Regions from separate parts of the Mus musculus genome. Here region 2 is linked to region 1. Evidence: chromatin contacts called from public Micro-C data. All regions are on one chromosome and are shown on one strand. The core of a region is the stretch at or near the end of the contact, and the rest is flanking DNA. Distances in the headings are between cores, read along the strand shown.

Evidence for each region. A called contact is a pair of places that touch in the nucleus more often than the background predicts.
Region 2: a contact with region 1 is called in a Micro-C map of muscle stem cells, with 3 times the contacts expected there. The contact joins the promoter of Col19a1 here to the enhancer-like site in region 1. A contact is called at or near these places in 6 of 484 Hi-C or Micro-C datasets (cerebellar granule neurons, cerebral cortex, muscle stem cells and 2 more) and 2 of 9 other capture datasets (adipose tissue and liver).

Annotation. Positions count from the first base shown.
Region 1 is chr1:24,509,134-24,513,712 of GRCm38.p6, reverse strand. Col19a1 (collagen, type XIX, alpha 1) reads left to right here. Exons shown (of 51, transcript NM_007733.2): 10 at 2,826-2,870. Among named protein-coding and RNA genes, the nearest start is that of Gm26418, 38 kb to the left of the region's middle. Within about 2 kb of position 1,997, at least 4 of the 459 cell types and tissues checked have an H3K27ac peak or open chromatin away from gene starts, as enhancers often do. A contact at or near this core is called in muscle stem cells, where this site is marked.
Region 2 is chr1:24,584,842-24,589,420 of GRCm38.p6, reverse strand. It overlaps Col19a1 (collagen, type XIX, alpha 1), which reads left to right and starts at 1,984. Exons shown (of 51, transcript NM_007733.2): 1 at 1,984-2,071.

The sequences.
Region 1 (4,579 bases), core at 748-3,247:
CTCTAAACTATGGCTAATGTTTTAGTGAATAGAAGCCTTCATAGTGACCCAAGTGGATGTCCTGCTTAAGATCCAGAAGTAAGACCAGGAAATGATTTAGGTTCAGAAAGCTTTGATTCAGTAAGCATAGATGTGTGTTTCTTTCTTTTTTTTAAATTTGTGCTTCACAATATGAATCAGACAGAAAAATTAATTAGAAGCTTATAATAGTAAGCTTTGGTGGCAATGGTGAATATGAGACTATAAATGCAGTTTCTGTATTATTTAATTTGGGGAGTGAGTATGTGAGCAGTGCTCATGGGGAGGTCACTGGACAACTTTCGGGAGTCAGTTCTCTCCTTCCACCATGTATGTTCCAGGAATTAAAAGGCTTGTAATTGAAAGAATGTCCCCAGAAATAAGTTTTGAAAGGTCTGATTTGTTTGGAACTACTGATTGTATTTTTTTCCAATTATGAACTAAAATGTTGCTTGGAAGATAGAAGAGAAGCATCTTATGTTTTCTTTAGGACTAGAATTGGGGGGAAAGGAAGCAGGAACTCACACGCACACATGTGCACACGCACACACGTGCACACACACATGCACTAAATACATAAAACATAAAACAGATCAGTTCCCTTTCAATAGCATTGGGGAGTACTGATTTTGTGGGCAGAACTAGGTTTACCCTGGCTGCCAGCCGTTCTCTGGGCTTTGCTCCTATATTTCAGAATGAGCGCTAAAGTGACTGGTATTACCGACATAATGTTTTAGATTAAATTTTTATAGAGCCAACACTTGGCATCAGCATGTTTGGACTATGTCCTCTTGAAGTTTTCATGGTAATTCATACACCTCCCTCCTTTTTGATCCTTGGTAGGATCCAGTATGCTCACTCTCCTCTGGTGGACTAACGGCAATTAGAAGTGATTATAAGCCTCTAAGTAGGGAAAGAGGCAAGATCAGTTAACATTTGCCGTAGCGGAAACCTAGTACTTTTAACTACAGGAATCACAGAATGTCAGCTAAAGACACATGGGTGCCAGCACTCCAGGCACATGGTATGTAAAAGCTTGCAGCTAGCTAAGCTATCAGCACTCCTTTTTCTACGAAACGGGTTGCTGGCAGTGTGAATACCGTGTCATTGTGCTTTGGAGGATTATATGTGGTATCTGGTGATCCTGAGTAACTTGCAATATGATATAAAATATTATATTGGATCAACTGAGGGAAATAATCTGCTTCTTAGGGACAAGTGGGCATACTTCAGTGATGAGTAATGTTAGAGGCTCCGTTACCATAGAATGTTCTTTGGCATCAGATACTAAATGCGATTTCCTTATCTCTTTATCAAATGTCACTGCAGCTTTCTACTAGTCTTGCCGGTGCATCAGGTCAAGAACCATACTAACTTTCAAGAGAGGAAATGCTTAGTACACTGATAATTATGCTATTTTCGATGCTTCCACATCTAATTACATATCTCAACCAAATTTTGCCTGTACTATGATAACAGCAGTTATACTATAGAGTACTTTGATAGTTAAATCAACAAAGAAAACCCTTAACTCTTAAAAGAAAGTGTGTGCATGTATCTGTCAATACACTTCTGGTGAAAAAGAAAAAAAAGAAACAGTAAAGCTTTCCAAAAATGTATTAGTAATAAAATTAAGACCTCATTATTGAGGCAGAGTATCTCATTGTTGTCTTAAAATGTGAAGATGTGGTGTTTCTCTTCATATACTTAAACTTCCTTTAAATAATTGTTAGAAATGATATCTGTGTTCTAGATAATCCTTAAGAACTGTTATTTTCTAAGTGAATTTTCTAAATATTTTACAAAAATAGAGCAGATCATATTTTAAGCTGCCTGAATCTCGACACTCAGGAGCCAGAGTAAATTCCTAGACTCAAGTAAACGCCTGAGGGTCCACGGAGAATGTATCCACCCTCCCTGAAGTTTCTCTTTCTGGGTGGTGTACTATTCACAAAGCAGACTTGTCAGAGCGATGACCAAGAATTCCAGTAATGGAACCTGATAGGCATCTGCTAAAAACATTTACGCCCATGACAGGAGCCAGACAAGTGGAGAGGGAACTGTTTCATGCAGAATTGCCTTGGTATGCCTTTAGAATTCAGATCCCAGTAATCAACAGATATGGATAACGAAGTAAGTATTTTCACATTGTGACAAGAATATCAAGATGTACGTATATATCTCAGATTAGGTAAGAAGATACCTATAAACCACAATTAAATTGGTTACCAGGGACCATGTAGGGAAGCCACAACTGAAGGGCTACACCCCCATCACTGTGTAACAGTCTATAGAAGATGATTATGAGAATGGTAACTCTCGATGAATTTGTTAGCAAATCCTACCCAATAAAAGCATTTACTCTTGTACACAAGGAAAAGAGAAGGAAGGAAAGAAGAAAGAAAATATTGAAGGAAGGAAAAGGAAGGAAGGAGGGAAAGGGGAACAAGGAAGGGAGGAAGAGAGGAAGGAAAAAAGGAAGAAAAGGTTAGATTATTAAATAGCATTTGGAACACAGGATGTAAAACCATTGAGCACTTACTTGAAATGTCAGGTTATACTACAAGTTGGATAACAATAAGACTGATCCTTAACATCCCAGAGCCTCCATACACTCCCCCATTCCTTTACCTTAAAATTTGAGGTGATTGCCCTGTACATGTGACATGACAGAAATTGGAAGCCCAGATGCACAAGAGATATCCAGGAGAATGCTACCTTTCCTCATACTAGAGGGTGCCCCTTTTTGAGGGTCTTTTACAGTATCATTTGTGACTAATGACATTCATTTTGGTTACTCTTTTTAGGGTGAACATGGCTTAGATGGTACTCCAGGATTACCTGGTCAAAAGGTAATGAGTTTTTGTAAATGTTTCTTTCAAAGTAAGCTAATAACCCAGATTTCCAAGGAGGATTCATAGAAGTCTTTCCTTCTTGGAGACCCTTCAAGGAAACATTCATTACAGTATTAGTGGCATGCTTCCCCAAGAATCAGTAGTTATGCTTTCTAAGAACCATGGGCGACTTAGAGGGGCACCAGAAACACTTTGACTGTTATCAGTCAGAGTGAAAACTGGAAAAGAATTTTTCTGCAGCTGTTTCCTATTTGCACAGGTTGCGTTTCTCAGATTGGATTAAGCAAAAGTATTTATAATGACCTAAACTTTCTGGCATTACAAGGATGCTATATACACAAATAAGCTCTTCAAAACAAAACTTTCTTTGCTTTGGCCTGGGTAGTGCAGACCAATCATCCTAGCTACACAGGAGACAGACACAATAATATTACAAGTTCACAGCCTGCCAGCCTATAGTGTGAGCCTAAGGCCAGCTTGGACAACTTGATAAGATCACATCTCAAAATGAAAAGCAAAAGGAAGGCTGGAAACAGTTCGGTGAACAGTTCTTGCTTAGCCAGTAGGAGGCCATGAGTCAACCGCCTACATGGGAAAAACAAACCTGCAGAATGTCACATTCATATTCATCATGAATGAGAACTTTAACACCATCCAGGGTGAGTCTCTCAGTGCCTGAGATCTTTCTCATCACCAAAATTCATTTCCTCTCTATTCTTTACTATCTATTCAGGGATTGCTTTCTCTGGAAGCAAACTTGACTGTTTGTGCCAAGCATATTGAATGCACAGAAACTAATACACTCCAGATTCCAAGAGGGAAGTGGAGTAACTTTAGGTGGGGCCACCTGTCATGATACAACTCAGACAATCTCACCTTGAGGGAGAGCATCATTGGTGAAATTTCAGATGTCCCCTCAATGCCAAACATGACATTACGTTCCAGTGACGTGTTAACCGGTTTTAAAGGCAAAATGTCTGAAAGCACTACAGAGGTAGGTTTTCTTATATGTAGTTGGCAATGTCATTTGAAAAGATACACTTCTATGTATAGTTACAGCAGCTTTTAGGAATGTTTCCTTACATGGCCCCTTAGAGAGAATGAGGTTAGATTGGGAGGCATGAAATGGCATGCTCTGAGTGTTGTCATAGCAGTTCTAGACCAAGCCCAGTGGGACAGCATGTTCTGTATCTTCGAGCTGAGGTGCAAGCCAAGGGATGTGCGGATTTATCTGCTGGGAAATAGTTTTGGACTTTCCAGCAGCTGTTTGTGGTGGCCACATCTCATTCTGACAATGTGGCTGAGGCACTAGGGACATTTAACAGCTTCAATGTCAGCTTGAATTACCAGATGGAGTTAAATTCTATACTTTAGGGGAAACACTATTAAAAGAAAGGTAGTCCCATGCACCTATGAACTAATCTATTGTTTTCTGTTAATGTTTTGAGGCAAAGTGAAGCAAAAAAGATTATTTACTTATGTTTCAAAACACACATATATTTTAATGTGATTGTATTTGTATGCTAATAAGAGCTCACAGTCTTAATTAATGTAGATTTTAATTAAATCACATGCCACTTTATGGAGGCATTGAAAAAAAAATCTGAGATCTGAAACTTTTCCCCTTTAGCTACGTATGCTGGCATATGTTTATTTATTATCCCAGCAAATAATCGTAATGGAGGTAGGAAGATCTGGAGTTCATG
Region 2 (4,579 bases), core at 735-3,234, 76 kb before region 1:
AACTATGAAGGACAAAAGTAAAAGAAGCAGCAAAGCTGAGAGCCCAGAAAAGAGCAGAAACTGAAGAGAGTGGGAAGCGAAGTTTAAAAGAGACACAGTAACTCTCAACTACTTTCCCCTCAGAAGTAGCTTCAGAATCCAGGGGATCATTTATAGTTGTATTTGATGTAGATAAATAAAAGGTGCGTGGTTTCATGGTCTTGCTACCTGAAGTCACTTTAAAATTCAACAAAAAGTATTTGATAAAACCTCAAACCTATGGGCATAATAGGTTGGGATCATAAAAGCAGTCTAGGTTCAAATCGTTTCTGGAAAAAAAGGAAGAAAGGAAAGGAAAAAAGAAGGACAGATGGATGGATAGATGGAAGGAAGGAAAGGAGAAAGGAAGGAAGGAAGGAAGGAAGGAAGGGGGCTGTCTTCACAGGCGTGTTTAGAACACAGAGCATAGCTGATAACAGTTTTAAACCTGATTCATTCCTTTCTCAAGGTATCCAAAAATTTGTCTCTTCAGTGTTATAAGTAGCAAAGGAGAATTGTGACAAAGAAACAAAAATGTGCTTAGCTACTTCATGAGCAATTTAAAGGTTGAGAAATTATTGAAACAGTGGAGTAAAATTCATCGGCTTGACCTACAGTTTCAAAGTTTATTTTTAAAGAGTATTAATCTGATGCAAATAGCTAAATTGAATAGTCTGGACAATAAATCCTGGGCATAAAATGCATATATAAAAATATAACTGACAAACGAGGAAACAAATTCAATTAGGATACTTGAGCAAATGGAAAGGTTCACCAGATGCCTAGGGAAGGCTTAGGAATCCTGTCTTTAAATGGGCAACTGAGCCGCTGGACTCACGTGATGCCTTTTCCTTTGGCCTCTTTCCACAGTCAACCAAAAATTCGTGAAGGAAAGCACATGAGGAGGGAGACACATTGTATGGCTTGAAATTCTGACAGAAACGTGGTTCATGGCAGTTTGTGAATTCTCACACTTCAGTGTTCTGTTTTCTTTGGGAATAGGCAGGTTACAAACCCACTGGTTGATGCTGTAATGGTCTTCCTCCAAAGAGGTGAAAATGAGCTATTTAAAAATTTGTTCTGAGCATTTTAAAATCTTTGCCACTGTGGTCTTGTCGTCTTTGGACTGGGAATCTCACTAAGTGAGACTTATGTCTTTGAGGTAACACTCTAAGGTAATGATTTCCATTCTTATGGATTAATAATACATATTTTCTCTCCAACTGCGGCAACACACAACTAAAAGAAGTTAAGCATTGTTTAACCTGTGGGTTAATCTTACAAATTCTAGTGTTTTTAAAAAAATCACACACTATATGTATATAAATATATGTGTATGTTTACTATGAATGAATATAAATCTGAATATAGACACATAATACTATATATATGTATGTATATACTTACTGTAGGTGTATATGTACTGCTATACCCACCCCCTCCACATATTGAAAGAGATCTCGAAGACTTACAAGACAGATATTTATAACACCAGACTATTGAAGCATAATATATTTAACAGTCACAACATACCTTTATGGATGTAGACACAAACCTACATAGAGAACGATGATTAGAATGCAAGCTGACTTGATTAACTTTAGATAAACTCAAGAAATAGAAGTGCAAAATAAAACATACACGATACCCTTTTTTATTTTTAGCTCGACTGTTAAAAAGCCAATTATCTACCTGTGAATGTATACCACGCACTGCACCGCACCGTACTTTGAGGACACTTCATAGTCAGAAGTGAGAAAGCGTCTGCCCCCAACTGTCATTGCCGCTATGAAATTGCTATTAAAACAGAAACCTGAAAGACTTAGTACCCAGCTCTGTGTGATCAAGGAAAACCTGGGCATGAGTTGGCTGAGGACTGTCTTGCTGAGTCCTCCGTGCTCACCGAGTGGGAGGGTCACACTGAAGGGACGAATAAGGGCAGAGATGCGTCCCGCTTCCACTCGCTGGGAGCTGGAGCGGGCCACTCCGCGGCGGTGCGGCAGCCCTGTCCGGACTCCACCGCGCCTCCCAGGGGCTCTGACACCAACCCAAGGTAAGCTGCGCAGCTCTGCCACATTTTGCTTGATGTTGCCTTCACAAGCCCGGTCTCTGCCATATGCTGTATTTCTGGTCATTTGCCTGCATCTGCTTTTAAAGAAAATGTCACAACCGTACTGCACAAGTGCACATATTTCGAGGGGAAAATCTGCCCACCTGCATTCCCACGCGGAGACGAGGGGACCGAGTGCATTTGGCCAGATCAGGCCACTTTGACACGCTGCCTATAATGTGGCTCGTGTTTGTGCGTCCAGGTCACGCGGGCTCGCGCGTTCCACTTTAGTTCTCGGTGGATTTTCTGGTTGGGTTTGGGAAGCAGAAGTGTATGCGATGCTGATGCGGATGGAAGGCACGCGAGCTATGGAAGAAGGGGTAAACGAACAGAGCAAGCTACGAATGCTGTGGGGCTGTGGTCTCTAGGGTTGGATGCTGTAACCGGGAGAGGTGAAAGCCAGGACGCAAAGCTCGGACGCTCGTGTACCCGGTGGAGTTACCCACTTCGACCCGCGCGGGGGTCCCAAGCCCGGCTTAGGCTGTCGCGGAGGAGGATCCGGGTCTGGTCCCGGAGTACCTGGCCCTGTGTCTCCTTCAACACGCAGAGTGCGCAGCGCGTCCAGCCGGAGCGCAGCCGCTGTCCCCGCTGTCCTCGCAGCCGCGGCCGCCGCGGGGACGTCAGGGTCCCGGCGCAAAGGGCCGGCGCCTCGCCTCCGCCCGCGGCCCTCGGCTCTGCGGGAATCCGGCCGGCGCCGCAGCCACCGCCGCCTGGAGGAGGGAGGCGGCGCGCATGGTCCTGGAGAAGTTTGTTGGCCCGGAACCAAGCGCGCCACTGCACAAGCCAGCTCCTTTGAAGCAGGCGGGAGATGAAGCTTAACCTTACCCCAGCTAGGTCGTGGAGGGCTCTGGAACTAGTTGAGTGGGTGGGCAGGTTACCCACGTGGGCCCCGTGCCATGGGGGACAGAGGGGAACGCATGGTGGGTCTCGGAGGACAATGGACTCGGCAATGGAGAGAATGGGACCCAGATGCTGAAAATATATACTTTTAATAGAACCATCCAGGAATTGCGACAGTGGGTGATGTGAGATCTAGAGTGAGTGAGCTGGGAGATGGAAGGGTAACAGAAATAAATTGTGCAGCCTCCACCCACCCCATCACCAATTCAGACTACTTACTTCCAACCTCTCCTTGGAGAGGAGGTCTGAGGAGCAAAAGGGATGAGAGAGTACTAGAGGCGCTTTAGAAGAATATACATCTGCCCACCCCCACTCCCACTAATCAGAGCTAAGGAAAGCAACACTCCTGTACAAATCAAGGACTACAGTTGTTCTTTAAGGGAGGAAGAAGCCTGGCCGAGAAGGGTGGCCTTTAGGTTCTCCTGAGTAGGTGAGCAAAGCCCGTTGGGCTCTTTCTAAGTAGAAAGCTCTTCACCAGGCGCCTGCAAAGGAGGTACCGGGATATCGCCGTGTTTTCATGGTGCAAATTGTAAGTTCTCAGGCCTGAGATGAATGGATGGGATTTTCTGATAGGGATAATTCTTCAGGGTGGAAAGAGGTAGCCGCTAGGAATAGGAAACTCATTCTCTGGAGGGTTTGACCAGAATGATTTCCCTAAGTGTTAAGAAAACTAAGTAAGGTGTCCCAGAAAAAAAAAAAAAAGTTCCAACAGTAGAATAGGACAGGAGAGCCGCTGCATATGGACAGGTACAGAATAGCCAAAGGAAGGGAAGGAAGCCACGTGCAATTATATTTGCATCTGAATTTTTGTTATCTCCAAGTTCTTTCCAAACAGACGAAAGCCCATAGTGCTCATCAGAAATGAAACCTTTCCATCTATTTTTCTGGTCCTGCATTTTAATCTCCCTTGCTGAAATTTCTGTTCATTTTCTGAGGCAGCAGAAACAGGCTGCGTCCTGAATGGCTCTAGAGACAGAAGGAAATATGGATAGAAACTATAGGAATGGGACTACGTGGAGGTTCAAACGAAGGATGAGCAACAAGCAGGGATAAAAGGTCGTGGAGCTGTAGATAACCTACTATGCAGCCCGGAAGTAAAACGGTGTCGTGGAAGACCGAGTGAAGGGGATGCGTTGAGTTACTCCAGGCAGGCCTTCTTGAGAACTTGTGCCTCAAAGAGGCAGAGGATAAGCAGGTTTAACAGAGGAGAGCACGAAGGGAAGACAGAAGGAGAGGCACGTGACAGCTTAAAGGTGTCGAGGGATGAGCGATGCGGGGTAAGACTGAAAGCACAAGTTAGGTGAAGTCTAAGATGAAGAGAGCTGATGATACCTGCAGAGAAGAGACTGAGAGGGGAGGGTGAGAAGCAGAGGGTGCTGTATGCTGTTGTATGGACCAATAGTAAGACAACCAGGTGAGGAAGCCATATACTGAATCTAAGGGCAAGATGGTGAGAATAGGCATATTCTATTCACCCTGTAGAATGTGAACGGAAAACACCTCTTAAGAATGTTCTATCAGAAAGCCAAGAGCCATTCAGATAAAAAATAC